Linked DNA regions of Gossypium hirsutum: region 2 is linked to region 1. Evidence: chromatin contacts called from public Hi-C data. All regions are on one chromosome and are shown on one strand. Each heading gives the region's core, a stretch centred on a gene start, on an enhancer-like site or on the middle of the called end of the contact. The rest is flanking DNA. Distances are from core to core; before and after follow the strand shown.

Evidence for each region. A called contact is a pair of places that touch in the nucleus more often than the background predicts.
Region 2: a Hi-C map of leaf shows a contact between it and region 1, with 2.8 times the contacts expected there. The contact joins the promoter of LOC107891034 here to the promoter of LOC107890970 in region 1. A contact is called at or near these places in 13 of 34 Hi-C or Micro-C datasets (callus, fibers, hypocotyl and 3 more).

Annotation. Positions count from the first base shown.
Region 1 is chrA11:89,383,054-89,390,433 of Gossypium_hirsutum_v2.1, forward strand. It overlaps LOC107890970, which reads left to right and starts at 4,656. Exons shown (of 6, transcript XM_016815593.2): 1 at 4,656-4,916; 2 at 5,297-5,467; 3 at 6,110-6,346; 4 at 6,978-7,067. The coding sequence starts at 4,677.
Region 2 is chrA11:89,594,769-89,602,148 of Gossypium_hirsutum_v2.1, forward strand. It overlaps LOC107891034, which reads right to left and starts at 2,829. Exons shown (of 7, transcript XM_041081970.1): 1 at 2,637-2,829; 2 at 2,367-2,539; 3 at 2,216-2,268; 4 at 2,016-2,130; 5 at 1,589-1,711; 6 at 973-1,144; 7 at 546-885. The coding sequence starts at 2,741. The coding sequence ends at 880. It overlaps LOC107956832 (tRNA (guanine-N(7)-)-methyltransferase), which reads left to right and starts at 2,863. Exons shown (of 8, transcript XM_016892339.2): 1 at 2,863-3,363; 2 at 3,488-3,544; 3 at 3,690-3,765; 4 at 4,618-4,697; 5 at 4,859-4,908; 6 at 4,983-5,067; 7 at 5,144-5,242; 8 at 5,881-6,372. The coding sequence starts at 3,130. The coding sequence ends at 6,111.

The DNA of each region.
Region 1 (7,380 bases), core at 3,406-5,905:
GTAGTGTAAATGGGTGACAAAATGGCTTGAAAAAAAATGGCCTCCTTTTGTCCACACAGGAATGTGACTAGGCCGTGTGAGACACACGGCTCACTCCCATGGGTGTGTGTTATAGTCGTGCATCCCCTGAACTTAAAATTTTAAAGTCAGTGTTGTACACGGGCAGGCGACACAGGCGTGTGTCATGGCCGTGTTTTAAAGTTAGTTTTAAACATGGGCAGGCCACACGGGTGTTTGTCATGGCCTTGTTTTAAAGTCAGTGTTGCACACAGGCTAAGGGCATGGGCGTGTGTGACCACACGGTCTATACCCACACGGGTGTGTGGAGCCTTAATGCATGTAAACGAGAAGTTTTAATTTAAAAGAAATTTTATGGCCCGATTTTATATGCACATGCTTGAGTAAGTCTGGTAACACCTCGAACCCTGTCCTGGCATCGGATACGGGCGAGAGGTGTTACACTCGAGGCTAAATTTATAGAGTTTAAGTAAATTCATACTGATGATAATAATGTGGATATGTTGACCAATGCCTTACCAAGAGAGAAGTTTGAAGCTTGTTGTTCGATCGTCGGTATGGTGAACATCCCCATATAATGGGAGCCCACTTGTTTTTGTGAACTATATATATAAGTGGGGGAAATAATGTTTTTTTTCATGGTGTTGTATGTGCGCTAGCAAAATCAAAGAAAAAAAGAGACAAAAGTGGGAGAGAATACAATTTTTTTACATAGACCAGCTGTAGTATTTTTTTTATTAGAGATTCATTCAATGTCCATTGGAGTTGATATTTTATGGTAGCTAGTAGACTTGAAGATCTTTAATATGTATGGCTCGCTTTCCATTTGGGTTACTATAGCTTTGGGGTTTTCAACTTTCAAAGCCAACCTCTTTTTGGTAATATTCTCAACTTTTCTCTTAAAGTTTGCTTGAGATTATTTGTTGATAGTCTTGTTTGAGTTGTATACTCTTTATGATGGCTTAGTTGTGATCTTTTAAGAAGGCTTTATGATGGCTTATTTGTGATCTTTTAGGAAGGCTTTGATTATATTGAAAATTTTTGGTAAACTTTCAAGTCTCGTGGTTTTTACCCTTTGTTTTAAAGGGGTTTTCCATGTAAAAATTGTGTATCTCGATATATTATTTTTGCTTGAATTATTGTTGTTTATGTGCATTTATTGTTGATATATTGTGTTATTGGGTTTTCCATAATTTTCAAATTAATATTTTGTGTGTAGGAATACCACTTATGCCTTTGCGTTGTTTCGTTAAGTTTAGTTTTGCCCTAACATGATAATTGTTTCTCGACTAAATCAACATATGATATGGTAATGGAAGAGGTTGGATATAGCAGTGGTGTGTACTGGAAACGAGTCTAGCAGTTTCAAGGACCACAAAAGGTCCAAGTTTTTTTTGGTTAGTTTGTCATTGACACTTGCTAACTAACGGGTGAACACATGAGGAGGCATATTGCGAGTCACCCATATTGTGTGTGTGTGTGTGTTTTTTATGGGAATGTTGTTGAAGACATTAACCATAAGCTATTTCAATGTTTTGCGGCTCAATCGAGATGCGGTGCGTTGGTTGAAGAAAGTAAGTCAACTGATTTTATTTTGTTAGAGCTCAATGATTGAATTCCTGTAAGTATTCAAGCAACTGCATATTTTGCAAAGTGATGCGAACCTGGTTGCATCATGTTTCGACACAATTCGGTGTCATCGAGAGTGGCCTAAGCTTGAGGGGCCCAAGTGAAAAATGAAGCTTAATCTCAGCTCGTTGAGCTCAATTCAGCTCATTTCCAGCTCAATAAGCTTGTTTGCTCGTTTTGAATTTATTTTTAAATTATTTCGTTTTAGTTGCTGGAATAATTACTTGCTTAGCTAAATTAGTTAACTTGGTTCAGCTCAATTAGTCCATGCATTCTAAAGCTGCTAGCTATTTAATTAAGTTAGTTAATATAGTTTAGTCTAAATAAATGTGTCTAAATTCTGGCCATTTTAATTAAGTGTTAGTTCATACATAATTTTAATATGTTTCAGTTGAATTTAAATGTGCCTTAATTTATCACATGCTTTTAATATGTCCAGCCTATTACATGTTTTAAATATGTTTAGCTACAGCTAAAATTAATTAGTAACTTAGCTTAAATATGTGTTATAATTATGTCTTAGTTTAAGCTTGATTTTAATGTGTCTATTAACAAATGCTTGTAGGTGACTATTTAGTTGGAATCAATTATGTACAAGGGCTGTTACAAAGTAATAAATGCGACTATTCAGTTGGAATCGGTTACATACAAGGGGCTGTTACAATAATAAAAGGAGAGCAATATGCATCATTAAAATTCGGCAGCCTCTCCATCTTCTTCAGGGAGCCCTTCAAGAATAGCAATGGACAAAGGTGTGATTACAAATTCCATAACTGGTTGCCTCTTTATGAACACTCCATGGTCTGTTTGTGTGACCAAAAATATCATGAATATTGCTGGTGTCTATTCGGCTTCCAAGAGGGAATTTAAAACATATTCCAAAAACTCTTTGGTTACTCAAGAATGAAACCTAAGCATTCAAACTCATTAAATTAGCTGAATTGGAGCAATAAATCATATTGATGGTTGGAGTTGCTTAGGCTTAGAGGAATTCAAGAGTTTGTGCTTATTGATTAAGTTTTATTTCAGCCATTAATAGCTCATTTAAGCTGATCATTGTGACTATTCGGCTAGGCCTTTATCTAGCACTATAAATACTTGTAATCAGCTCATTGTAATGGACTTTTGCCAAATATATGAATCAAATTGATATTTGTGAGATTTTCAAATCTCTTTGTTTTCTTGGGACTGATTTGACTTATCGAGCATAACTTGTGGCGTTATTTCCTTTCTATTATTAATCGAACTTATCACTTTCTAGTGTGGCGTTCATTACATTTAGTTCCTATCACATTTGATAGTGTGTCAAGGTTTTGTGCTGTTTTCCCTAAACTGAATTCACCTAAGACCTATTTTGAGTTTCGGGTCAACAATCACATTATTTCCGGTTCATTCTCAAGCCTTAATCGAATTACCTATCTTTGCTTTACCATTTCGCAACCTTGTTTTAAGTCTATTTCTTTCTTCTCATTAGTCTATTTTGATTAAACTTAATTCATTTCTAAAACGATACAGCTCTTACTCAAATTCACGATTGGACAACAAATACTACTCGAGACATCTACAATCGAGTTCGTATCACAAAAGAGCCTAAGTATGGGGATCTACTCTTTGTATTTGTTTGTTGGAACCTTTGGCTTAGAAAGATCAAGATGATCTTTGACCCAAACTATGTGGAAGTTGAACGAGTGCTTGCGAGAAGCTTTAGATGAGAGATGAGACAAGAACTGCTATGGTGCAACAAAATTGTTACATGTGAATAAAGGGTAATGAGTTAGTCGACTAATTAGGGGGAATGACTTTTATGTGGTTGGTATAAGGTGAACATTGATGCTGCAAAAATGACCACTGAAGAGTTGGCTTCCGTTGAGAGGATCATATGGGATAGTAATAGCTAATGGGTTATGGAGTTCATACGATAGTGTGGAGCATGTATAGTTGGTGATTCGAAATTATGGGGAATTTACGATGGCTTGAGTTGTGCATAGGATATGGGTTTGAGGAAAGTTATTCTAGAGACAAACACTTTGAATGTACATTTATTAGAGAAAAGAATCAGTAATTCCATAACCAAATGCCTTAATGCGTGTAATTATGGCTATGTTTAGACGGAAATGGGATGTGTAAGTAGTCTATATTTATCATAAAGGGATTACACCACGGATGGGATGGCAAGTCTTGTTTTGGGTAGACCATATAGGGTATGTATAATAAAGAAGGCCCCTTTGACAATCATCCAACTGTTATAAGATGATGAAAATGGCATGGGTTTGAGAAAATGACTCTCACCTAGGTTAATTTGCTTTTAATTTTTAGGGTAAACTACACCATTAATCATTAAATTATAGTTATGTTTTTGTTTTGGTCACTGAACTATTCGAAAGTTTTCACTTAAGTCACAGAGCTATTCAAAATTTTTTATTTAAGTCACTAGGTTGTTAAGTTTTTCTTAAATGTTTCGCAAACGCTCTAAACGACGATTCGACGATTGGTACAATGAATCAGTATCCATCGACGAGTAGAAGAACATACCTTAAATCTAAGTCAATCTGACAGTTAGTGTTGAAGATCAGAGAAAAAAGTTGTTTGAATTTTGGTTCGCAGATTTGTGATATCCAAAATCGTTTAATGAAAAGAAAACTAAACTGTAGAAGAGAAGGAGAAAGAAAGCTTTCGATTGGTGCATGTAGTGCGAATAGAGAAAACTATATAACATCAATTTTAATAGCTCAAATGACTTAAATGAAAACTTTTGAATAGTTTAGTGATCAAATTGTACTTTTTTTAGTTAAGTGACTAAAACAATAATTTACTCATAGCTTGTGACTAATGATGTAATTTACCCTTACTTTTATTAAAAAATTAAAAAAAATTGAATTTAAATAATTAAATCATATCTATAGTTTTTCCCGGAGTTTTTTTGAAAAAGAAAAAGAATCAAATAGAATTTGTTTGATTGGATTAAGCCCAAGAACTTAGTATTCGGATAAATGTTACCCACCCGAATAAAAACGGGTCAAGTCCTAAACATGTCGTTTGAACCTCATAACCTGAAGCCAAGACGACGGGGAAAAAAAGAAAAGAAAAGAAAAATGGCGGAAGATACGTTGTATCTTCAACTGCACAAGCTTTCATCTGTAAAATCAGAGCAAATTCTGGACCAAATTTTAACAACACTATGGAAAACTCGAAGGTGCGGTCTTCGCCCGCCCGACAAGTCTCGGTTTCATTCTCTCCTTTCGCTCCCTTCCCTTCCCGACCTCGACCCTGTAATTTTCCTTCTTCTTTTTTTCCTTCGCACTTTCTCTGCAGCCAAACACGCTTCTTTCTTTGATTTGTTTTAGTGTAGTTTTTGTTTGAAGTGTTAAACCTTGAAACTTGGAAGTTAAACATTAAAAGGATTCCGCGTTTTAAATTTGTTGTTAATTTTGCTATTATTATTTATTTTTATAACTAAATATACACTTTACTTTTAACTTCTTGCTTTTGATTTTTTTTTCTTTTTCTTTTTGAAAATGTGAAGTGATAATCTAGCGGAGACTAAATTAGATTATAGGCTTATTGCAAATGATAAATGATTTTCTTTTCTTGATGTTTGTAGTGATAATTGATACTTGAATAATAATATGTCGAAAAATGTGATGAATAGGTATTGGCATGCCTTCGATTGCTTATCAGGAAATCTGTACATGAAAATTTCAATGGCGATGATCTTTTGAAGCTGTTTCCGCCTGATTTGTCACTTGATTTGCAAAGTCTTCTGGTTCTATTGTTGCAGAAATATCAGAGTCAATGGAAGGAAGAACTAGCAAAAGAACAGGTAAGTAGTAACTTATTTCATAATTTTTCAAAAAAAAAAATTTCTACATGCCTGTTTACTGCTATGCTAATGCGAGTTGGTGATTTGGGTGTTGTTATTTATTTTTAATATTTTTTGCAATATTTAAGCAACTTATGATTGTGGTTTAAACAGAATTCAGTGCCTTACAGTCAATGTGAATTGGGGACATATAAGCTGATTCATTAGCGACTTGTTACTTTTACACAGCTGTTATATTCAGGGGTCGTTACAAGCTGCAACAAGTGTTTCACCTTGAGGATCTTTGTGATAGTTATTCAAATTGAATTCAAAACCTTTTATTCAATGTATGTAGAGGCTATATTATTGATTTATTAATGGCTTGATACTTTCACACAAATCCAAAAAAATCTAGGATGTTGCAATTTGTCCCGAAAAAGTTTAGGAAATATTTTACTTAAAAAGATGAGAGTGATTTTTATAGCTAAGCTTTCTGATGTATAATATACTCTAATTAATAGTTTTAGACTGTTTACAATATCTACTGAAAGCCGGTTTTGCAAGGTAATGTAATGGCTATTCTCTCTTCCCCCCCCCCCCCCCTTAATTCTCATCTTATTTAATTTTTGGTTGTAATGCCTTGTTGATATTCATCTTATCTAGCATCCACATTCATTGCCAAGGACCAGTGTTTCCTATCAGATAAGGGCAAACGCACCACCATCTTTCACACCATTGCCATATTCTGATATTCCAACTTCCTTGTGGTCTCGTCAAGATGATCCTAGTACCAGCACTAATCTTGGTGATTTTGGGGCTTCACCAATCATTGCTGACGCAGCTGGTTTTCATCTGGCTCCCTTGCTAATGCAACAGGATGCTGGTCCTCCAGACAATCTGGTATATAGAACTTCTTATTTGTTCATTAGTTTCTTCTTCAATAAATCTAAATATAATTAGTTAATGTTCATACATTTCATGTATTTGTACTCGTCAATTAATCATCTCCCTTTTCCAGCTACCTCTTGGATTACTGTCTCTTTCCTTGCAATGATGAAATTTGTGCAGCAACTTTTCCCCCACATTACCATTAATCCTCAACTAGTCTAAATCAAACACATGCTTCTTATTAAAAGTTATCTTTGTGTTAAGGAAAGGAGTTCAGTATAATTTATTTTGGTTAAAGGTATATTCGTCTCCTTTCTCAAATAGTTGAAAGCTCTGACTTGCCTGTATAGACATGAATGTAAGATTGCTATTTCTTTTGATATGGCAGCTGGTCTGAGTTTCCTACTTGGGTTCAATTCTTGATTGAGACTTAATTAGCTTTATCCGAATGCTTATTACCCTCTTTCTTCCATTTAACTAATATCGTTTGTTCACCCTAATTCTATTGATTATTGTTGTTTTCTCCTTAAACCACATCAGATTTCTTAAGCCAAAAATATGTAAATGAATTAGCTATCACACTTTATTTCTTTCTGGCTCATTTTATATATTTCTTGACGTGTCTTATTTAATTTGGTTATAGGAAGTTTTACCCCGGCTTAAGTCAATGACATGGACCGTGGAGAATCTCAACTCAGCGCCAGCCAATAAAGCAGCTATTATCCATCTTAAGGTATGTGAATCGTGTATGGCAACAACCATCCAGACTCCATCATTGTGAACACCAGAATGGTTCCCTTTTTCTGATATTCAGAAAGATCTTATTTGAGGAACATTTTACATGTTGCCAACACAGAGACTTAATGTTCTTCCAAAATTCTATGTGCTATTAACTTTTAGTGAAAGCGTAACAAGAATTATTAGAGAATTAATGATGCTTAGACTTTAAGAGCACTGGGAAAATCGACAAAATAAGTTTCATGAAGTTGTTATGACCAGATAAAAACATGCTCTGGAGTCTGTCCTCTGTTCATGGAAGTGCTTTT
Region 2 (7,380 bases), core at 1,579-4,078, 210 kb after region 1:
ACATTGTTGTGTGAGAAACCTTGTCTAATAAAATGCACTGAAATATATACGGATACTTTTGCCTGCAGAATCCTGCTAACAAGAAGGAGATCTTTTGTGATGAGAAGCTTAAGACAATTTTTGATGGAAAAGAAAAAGTTGGTTTCCTAGAGATCGGGAAAATGCTATCCCGCCATTTTATGAAGTCTAGCTGACCTCTATTTTCATGTATAACCACTGGTTGCCCTACCAACATCAAGCTAGCTCTTGTTATTCTGAACTGAACTTTTTTTATGTATGTTCATGTTTTGCTTTTCATTTTGCTAGCTAAACTCTCTGGTAGCCTTGCAACTGAGGAAATGTTCCCAGCTGGACTTGTGTAAAAATTCTGTAGGGACTAGGGAGTGAAAAAGTAACATTTTCATTTGGTTTCCTGATTTTCATTTGTACTGTTTATGGTAACCGGATCTTTGATCAACTAGTAGTTTAATCATTCAATCATGAGAAAACCATTGTTCATTTTGAATTTCAATGATCACCCTTGTAAGCTGCCTTCCAGTGCAGTGGACAGTGAACCTTGCTCTTGCATATATTACTTAATTTGAAGTTCAAACTAATGCAGGTTATTAGGTACGAGAAGTTCATCAACAAATCAAAGATTACATGAAGAGATAATATATATTTATGTGTATATTCTCTCAGACTTGATCAATTGAGGAGATGATGAATCCATTGCTCCACAACTGCGGGAGAACCATACCATGGTCTTGATACATCATCTGAACCAACAGGTGAGTGGTACACTCCATCCAAGCTTATGTTAAGGGCTCCCTCTAAGTGAGCCGATACTTCTGGCACAACTCCATCACCCCAAACATCTGCCTCCCCACAAACCTGATTTCATGGCTACAAGCTTACCATCAGATCAAGCTGACAAATATATAGAAACTTGATTGGAGAAAATGAGTCTAGATTGTTGGTTTTGGTGTTAACCTGTTTGTACCCTTGGCCAACAAACCGAGCTTGGAAGGTCGTGGAAACAGGGGTTGAATCTGTCATATTTTTCACAACAGCAACATCTGATTCTTGTTGGTCATCATCAATGGTGGCCATAGACTCAACTGCCACTTTTGAGTCGTTAACAAAACGAGCCCCCTGAAGATACCTGCACTTGAATGTGACAATTAAATAAGAACAATACCCCAGACAGGCAATTTTCTGCTTCATTAATCCCTGTCTTATCCAAAGTTCTCATATTAAGCAACTGAGTAATGTGTCAGGTTTTATGTGAATCATCAACTTTAAGGGATCCAAATCCATAAAATAATGTCATATATTTCAATTTAGATTCTGCACAAGTTTTGCAGAAGAATGATAGGTTGTCCCCTATAATATGTTGGAAGAGTTGACTGTTCAGGTATTTGGAAGGTTTTTTGAGTATCATCTTCCCATACGTTATTGTCCGCGTATGTGTCAGACAAGAAATTCAAGAAAAATTAGGAGTTGGAGCAACACGTGAACGAGTAAAATGAAAAAGGTATTTGGCAACTTGAATAGAGTGAAGTAGAACTAATGCAGAAACAGGAACAGGATCTGAGTTTGATTTTACCTCCCTGCAATGCATACATATTTCAACTCAGGAGTATAAACAGCTTTTTTGCAGTGTTGTTGAACATAATATAGTAGGCCCCTTGTTTGATCAATGACCCCTGGCAAACCTTTCGGAGGAGGCCTGCAAAATAGACCAAAATACATAGATAAGGCTTTTAAGCACTCTTCTCCCCTTCAGTCATTTGGAGGTTGAATGATTACAAAAGAAAGGAAAAGCCAGTGCTTGCAAATGGGATTACAGCAGTTGACCATCCAATCACCCTCTACTTCTCACTTTTCCAATACGATACATATTTTTAGGGTTATGATCCGCCAAATATACGAAAAGAAACTAAAAAAAATTACTAAAATCATTTGAACAAACAGAAGCTTCCGAGAGAAAAATAGTTGAGTATTGAAATAAAAGACCTACAAGTGGGGAGTACCAAGAGTGAGAAGCAAGGAGATGTGGGAGAGTCCAAATTCTTCCATGTAAAGACGAGCTAGCCACCCTCCAGCTGAGTGACCAATCACTGACAATTTCCCACCTACAATCACATGCTTTTATAGGTTTAGACGCATATTTGTATATAATATTTGCATTCGAGTCAGAACATTACTGAAAGGTAATGGCAAAGATTGATACCTTGTGCCAATTCCTTTGCTTCTTGAACTGCATCATCAACCCTCTTCAAATACCTGCTTTCACGCAATATCTAATCATTAACCAAATTTCTATGTTACAACTTGCATACGTTCTGCATTGTTTAAATCGAAAGGGATCTTAAGATAAATACCAGTCAAGAACAGGCCTAGGCTGCAAAGTGCCTTTCCAGTAGTTAGGGTCCACCAAGCCAGCTGCATTCCTCAGCCAATCAATTCTTGAAACATTAGCAACAACGGTGGACACTCCATACTCTTGCAAGGTGAACTCCAACTTCTTATAGTCACCTGTATTATTCCCTAACCCCTGAAATGAGAAAACCCAAAAAGAAAGGGGTCAAATGCAACAAAACATAAACATGTTTAAGCATAAGAAGAAGGTAATAAGCGCATGGAGAATTAACAGGAAGGATGACGGCAGGGCGGTAGTTGGTTGAAGAGGATGAGGAGAAGGTGGAAGTAGAGGAGCACTGGAGTTTGAAATTGAGTGGTGGCAAACCCAAAGCCATGTCTTCCACAAGTTATGGACTTGTTCTCCACTGGCTTGTACTGTTAAATGTGTTTGTGACATTTGCTGTTGTAACAAATACTATGAAGGTCTTCTTTTAACTGATACTTGGCAGGATATCCACCAAAGGTTCTGGATGGTTAAAGGACGTAGAGCATTTTTCATTTGTTTTTCTGGGAGGATTATGGGGTTTGATAATGATATGCCTTTGTCAATTAATTTAGATGTTCTTTTTTCTTTATAACATCAAAGAGGATACAGGCCTCTCTAAGGGGTTGAGCCCTTAAAACATAAGCCTACACCCAATCCAACAAACTTTGGAAGGAGGCCCGACCCTTTAGCACTGTTCGAAAAGTTGGAGGAAATGCCAGTGGAAGAAGGAATGTGAAATGGCTTCATCCCTTTGCTTAAACAGTTGTGCTGCTGTCCCAGGGGCTGCAAAACAAATTCTTTCCTCACTAATACTACTACACAAATTCCCTTCTTCTCTTGGCCACAAATATTGCATTTCCAAAACTTCTGCTTCCCTTTCAGTTCCCATTACAGATAAAAAGGAGATTAGGAGTACTGATCTGGTGGCTCTCGAGTATGCCGACCTTAACCTCACTGACAAGATTTCTCAGGTCCCCTCCATCCTCAACTTTTATCTTTTCATCATAATGGGTCATCAAGTTTTTCTTTTAATCATAATTTTTTCTTCTTTTTATGATAACGGTGGGTTCCCCTCCCCCCTTTATTCGGTTGCAGGAGTTGGGTCATGTAAGAATTAGGCAACATGTCAACCCTCTCAGTTCATCTTTCTCCGTGAGTTATTTATGAACTTTTGGGTTTCTTCTTATTGCTTTCTTGCAATGCAGTAGTGAACAGGTTATTTTCATTATCTCTTGTGTTAGATAAAAGAAGTAATGCTTTTGTCTTACTGGCTTCGTTTTTTCATGCTTCTGGGTAGGTGCCAGCACCTGTACCTAATTGGGATGAAGCCTTCAAGGATCCAACATTGCCACTTATGGTGGATATTGGAAGTGGTAAGTGGTAACCTCTCTATCCATTCAAAATATCTGCTAACTGATGCTATGCTATCCTTTTAATAACTCTTTTAGATCATGGAGAACTATGAAGAAATATTCCATTTATTATCCAATTAATGACGAGAACCCTTTTATCCTATGTTACCCATGTTCTTTCAATGTGATTTAAGGGTCCTTTGAGGGTTATATCTCCATATCCATGTTCGGATATGCATCCGACATAGGTGCTTAAAGAAAAATGATTTGTCAAAACAACATAAATTTTATCTATGCAGAGTCTGGGATAGGAAGTGGCTGTTTCTTTTATCTCCTGATTTTAAATCCTTGAGAACCTGAACCATCACCAAGATACTGGGATCCTTGTATAATAGATGAGCTTTTGCATTTTAATCCTCAAATGTTGATTGACAACATTGAAAAGCTACAGGAATTTTTAACCTGTAAATTGTTTACATTATCCAATAATGTATACCATTATGATATTGAGCAGGTAGGTTAAAGTTGGGGAAGAGTACCCAGTACTGTAGAGGCCTGGTGCCATGTTCCTTTAGCTATTTATTGTTTTCTGACTGGAGTTTTTCGAGCTTCAATATGGTGTCAATGGTTCAAACAGTTGCCTTTCATTCACATTCTTTTTTATCCAGTCGTCTTTGATAAGTATCTTTCTTTGATCGTCTTTGATAAGAATGTTAATGGTTAAAATTTTTTTTCATATCGTTCCTTATGTCTGCTGAAATTGGCTTCACAACTTAGTTATTAGCATTGTTGTCATAGGTATCTTACTTTTTGTTCACGGTAAAGCATGGACAAGTACTGATAAATCTAACAGCAGGAAAAAACATTTCTCAGGAAGTGGCAGATTTCTCTTATGGCTTGCGAAACAAAACCCTGATTCACAAAATTATTTGGGACTGGAAATACGAGCAAAAGTATGAGATAGAACTCCTCGGACTAGTGCTAATTTACTCTATAATTGTTTTGATTGAGTACATTTACATTTATCTGCTCTTCTTTCAGTGTTGGAGTTATGATAGATTGCCATATTGGTGGTTCATTTAATGTTAATAAAAAAATTTTGTTGGTCCTGCAGCTGGTTAAACGTGCTGAGTTTTGGGTAAAGGAGCTGGCTCTTAGTAACATGTAAGGCTTTTGAAACTTGTTTTTATTAAAAAACAGTATTATTGGGGATTTGATCATGTAAGCTTTTATTGCAGACATTTCATGTTCGCAAATGCTGCAGTTTCGTTCAAACAGTTAGCATCCACTTACCCTGGACCTTTGGCGCTTGTTTCAATATTGGTGAGTGTGCTTCTGCCCCTGGATCATTCCTTTTAATTTGGTAGGTTAAATGACAATACTTATGTGCTGTATGCAGTGCCCGGATCCTCATTTCAAGAAACGACATCATAAAAGAAGGGTTGTACAGACGCCTTTAGTCAATTCCATCTTAACCAGATTGATGCCTGAAGGAAAGGTATGCTCTTCCATTCACTTAGAATGATAATCAGCTTTTTCTTTGTGGCATGTAAATAGCATAACCTGTTTTAGACACTGTAAATCTATTTCTCAAACTTTCCTGTTTTATGTTGGGTCCTATGAATCTGATCTCAGGCTTTTTCAGTTAGCATTTTGAGGCTGCCAATTTCTGTTATGGTTACTGCTTATTCTAAATTATAAAGTAAATATCATGTGCAGTATGCCTTGATGGATCACCATTTGCTTGGACTATGGCATCGGAAATAGAACAAAAACGGATTGATGTAATTTATTGGGGCATTTAAGAATAGTCTTCGCTATATCAGTTCATAGAGATGTATATGGCTATATGCATGAATTGTTAGAAGGCACAGCCCAAAGAAAGATATCAGCAAGTGGGTTGTGAGCTGCGCAGGCACAAAAGTTTCTATTCCTCTGCATTTGCTTCCAAGTCTGCTAATTCTTATTACACAATTACATTTTAAAACTACACAAATCCACTTATCTCCTAAGAAGTCCATTTGGTAGCTTGGTGGGAGGGGTTTTGGCTACGTCTATCAAATAGAGCTTAAATCATCTACGTATATTCAAGCTCTAAAATGTTCTAATATAAGATTTATCACTGTATTTGGACAGGTTTTTATACAATCTGATGTCGTAGACGTTGCCGAAGACATGAGAAAGCAGTTTGATGAAGAGTCGGGTGTACTTCAACACATTGACACGGTTGACCCTAGCGTGTTATGTGACAATGAGGGATGGTTACTGAACAACCCAATGGGTATCAGGACGGAAAGAGAAATCCATGCTGAATTCGAAGGTGCGAAAATTTACCGGAGGTTGTACCAGAAAAGAAAAGGGTACTAGATTGAGGCCGTATGAATCTCATAGTGACATGAGAATACAGAGGCAACTTAAAAGGCTGAAAAAAGAATGGAGTGTGCATTGTAGGAATTTTGGTACTGCCTTGAGAGAATACATTTTGGAAGGTTATATTTTCATACTTAAATCCGTAAAATCGATATAAAAGGAAGGTCTTTTATTGACACGTTGAAGTGGCATGTAGTTTTTCCATTTTTTTTTCCTTGACATTACAAGACAATGATCAAATTTTAAATTTAGTTTTTAGACTATGTTGAAACTTGATATTTAATTTATATTTTTTAAAATTTTTTTATATTATTTAATCTTTTTATTTTTATAATGTTATTAGTTAGTTTAAATAATTCATATTATTTATCATTTAAATATAAATTTTAATGTTAATTCCTCTTAAGAATATTATAACAATAGAAAATAATTTTCTATTATGATGAGTTTGAATTAGTGTTTTTAAGAAAAATTAATCTTAATTTATATTTTGAATGTTATTTTTATTATTATATAATTTTTTTAAAATTTTGAAGAGTCACACTAAAGAAGTTAATAGGAATTTAATGATGGTAATGAATTGACCTAATTTTAAAAATTTAAAAAAAACTTAAATTTTTAAAATTAAAAATAAATAGATAAAATTTTAAATAAACGGAATATATAAAAACTTAAAATATATATTAAAATTTAAATGTTTACTGCATAAAATAAAATATGTATTGAAATGTGATGAAGTAAATAATAGTATGAAAATCAGGAGATGATGGCTTGAATTGACACTTTCAAAACAATGATGAAGTAAATAATAGTATGAAAATCAGGAGATGATGGCTTGAATTGACACTTTCAAAACAATCTTTTTCTACTTGGACGTAAAATGGAGAGAAAATCTTATATATATTCCCCATTTCTAATTCAGTATTGAAGCAGATTCCCAACAAACCACCTGCAACCATCTTTATTTCACAACATCCAATCTTCAATTATATAATAAACGAATACAACCAAAAAATTGAGAGGAAAAGCATGTGCCCACTATCAACGACTATTCGTCAATGTGCTTTGAGAAAATTATAAATTTAATATTAAACAAAAGATTTCATTTAATAAATATTAATTCAGTAAATAATAAAAATTAATTTATTCTAATTTAATCTTATTTAATTCTTTTCAATAATATCCTTTAATAGTCTACCAACTAAATTGATAAAGTTTATATAATAGAGGGACGTGTAGGGTGCATTTGCCAAAAAGAAAGTGAAT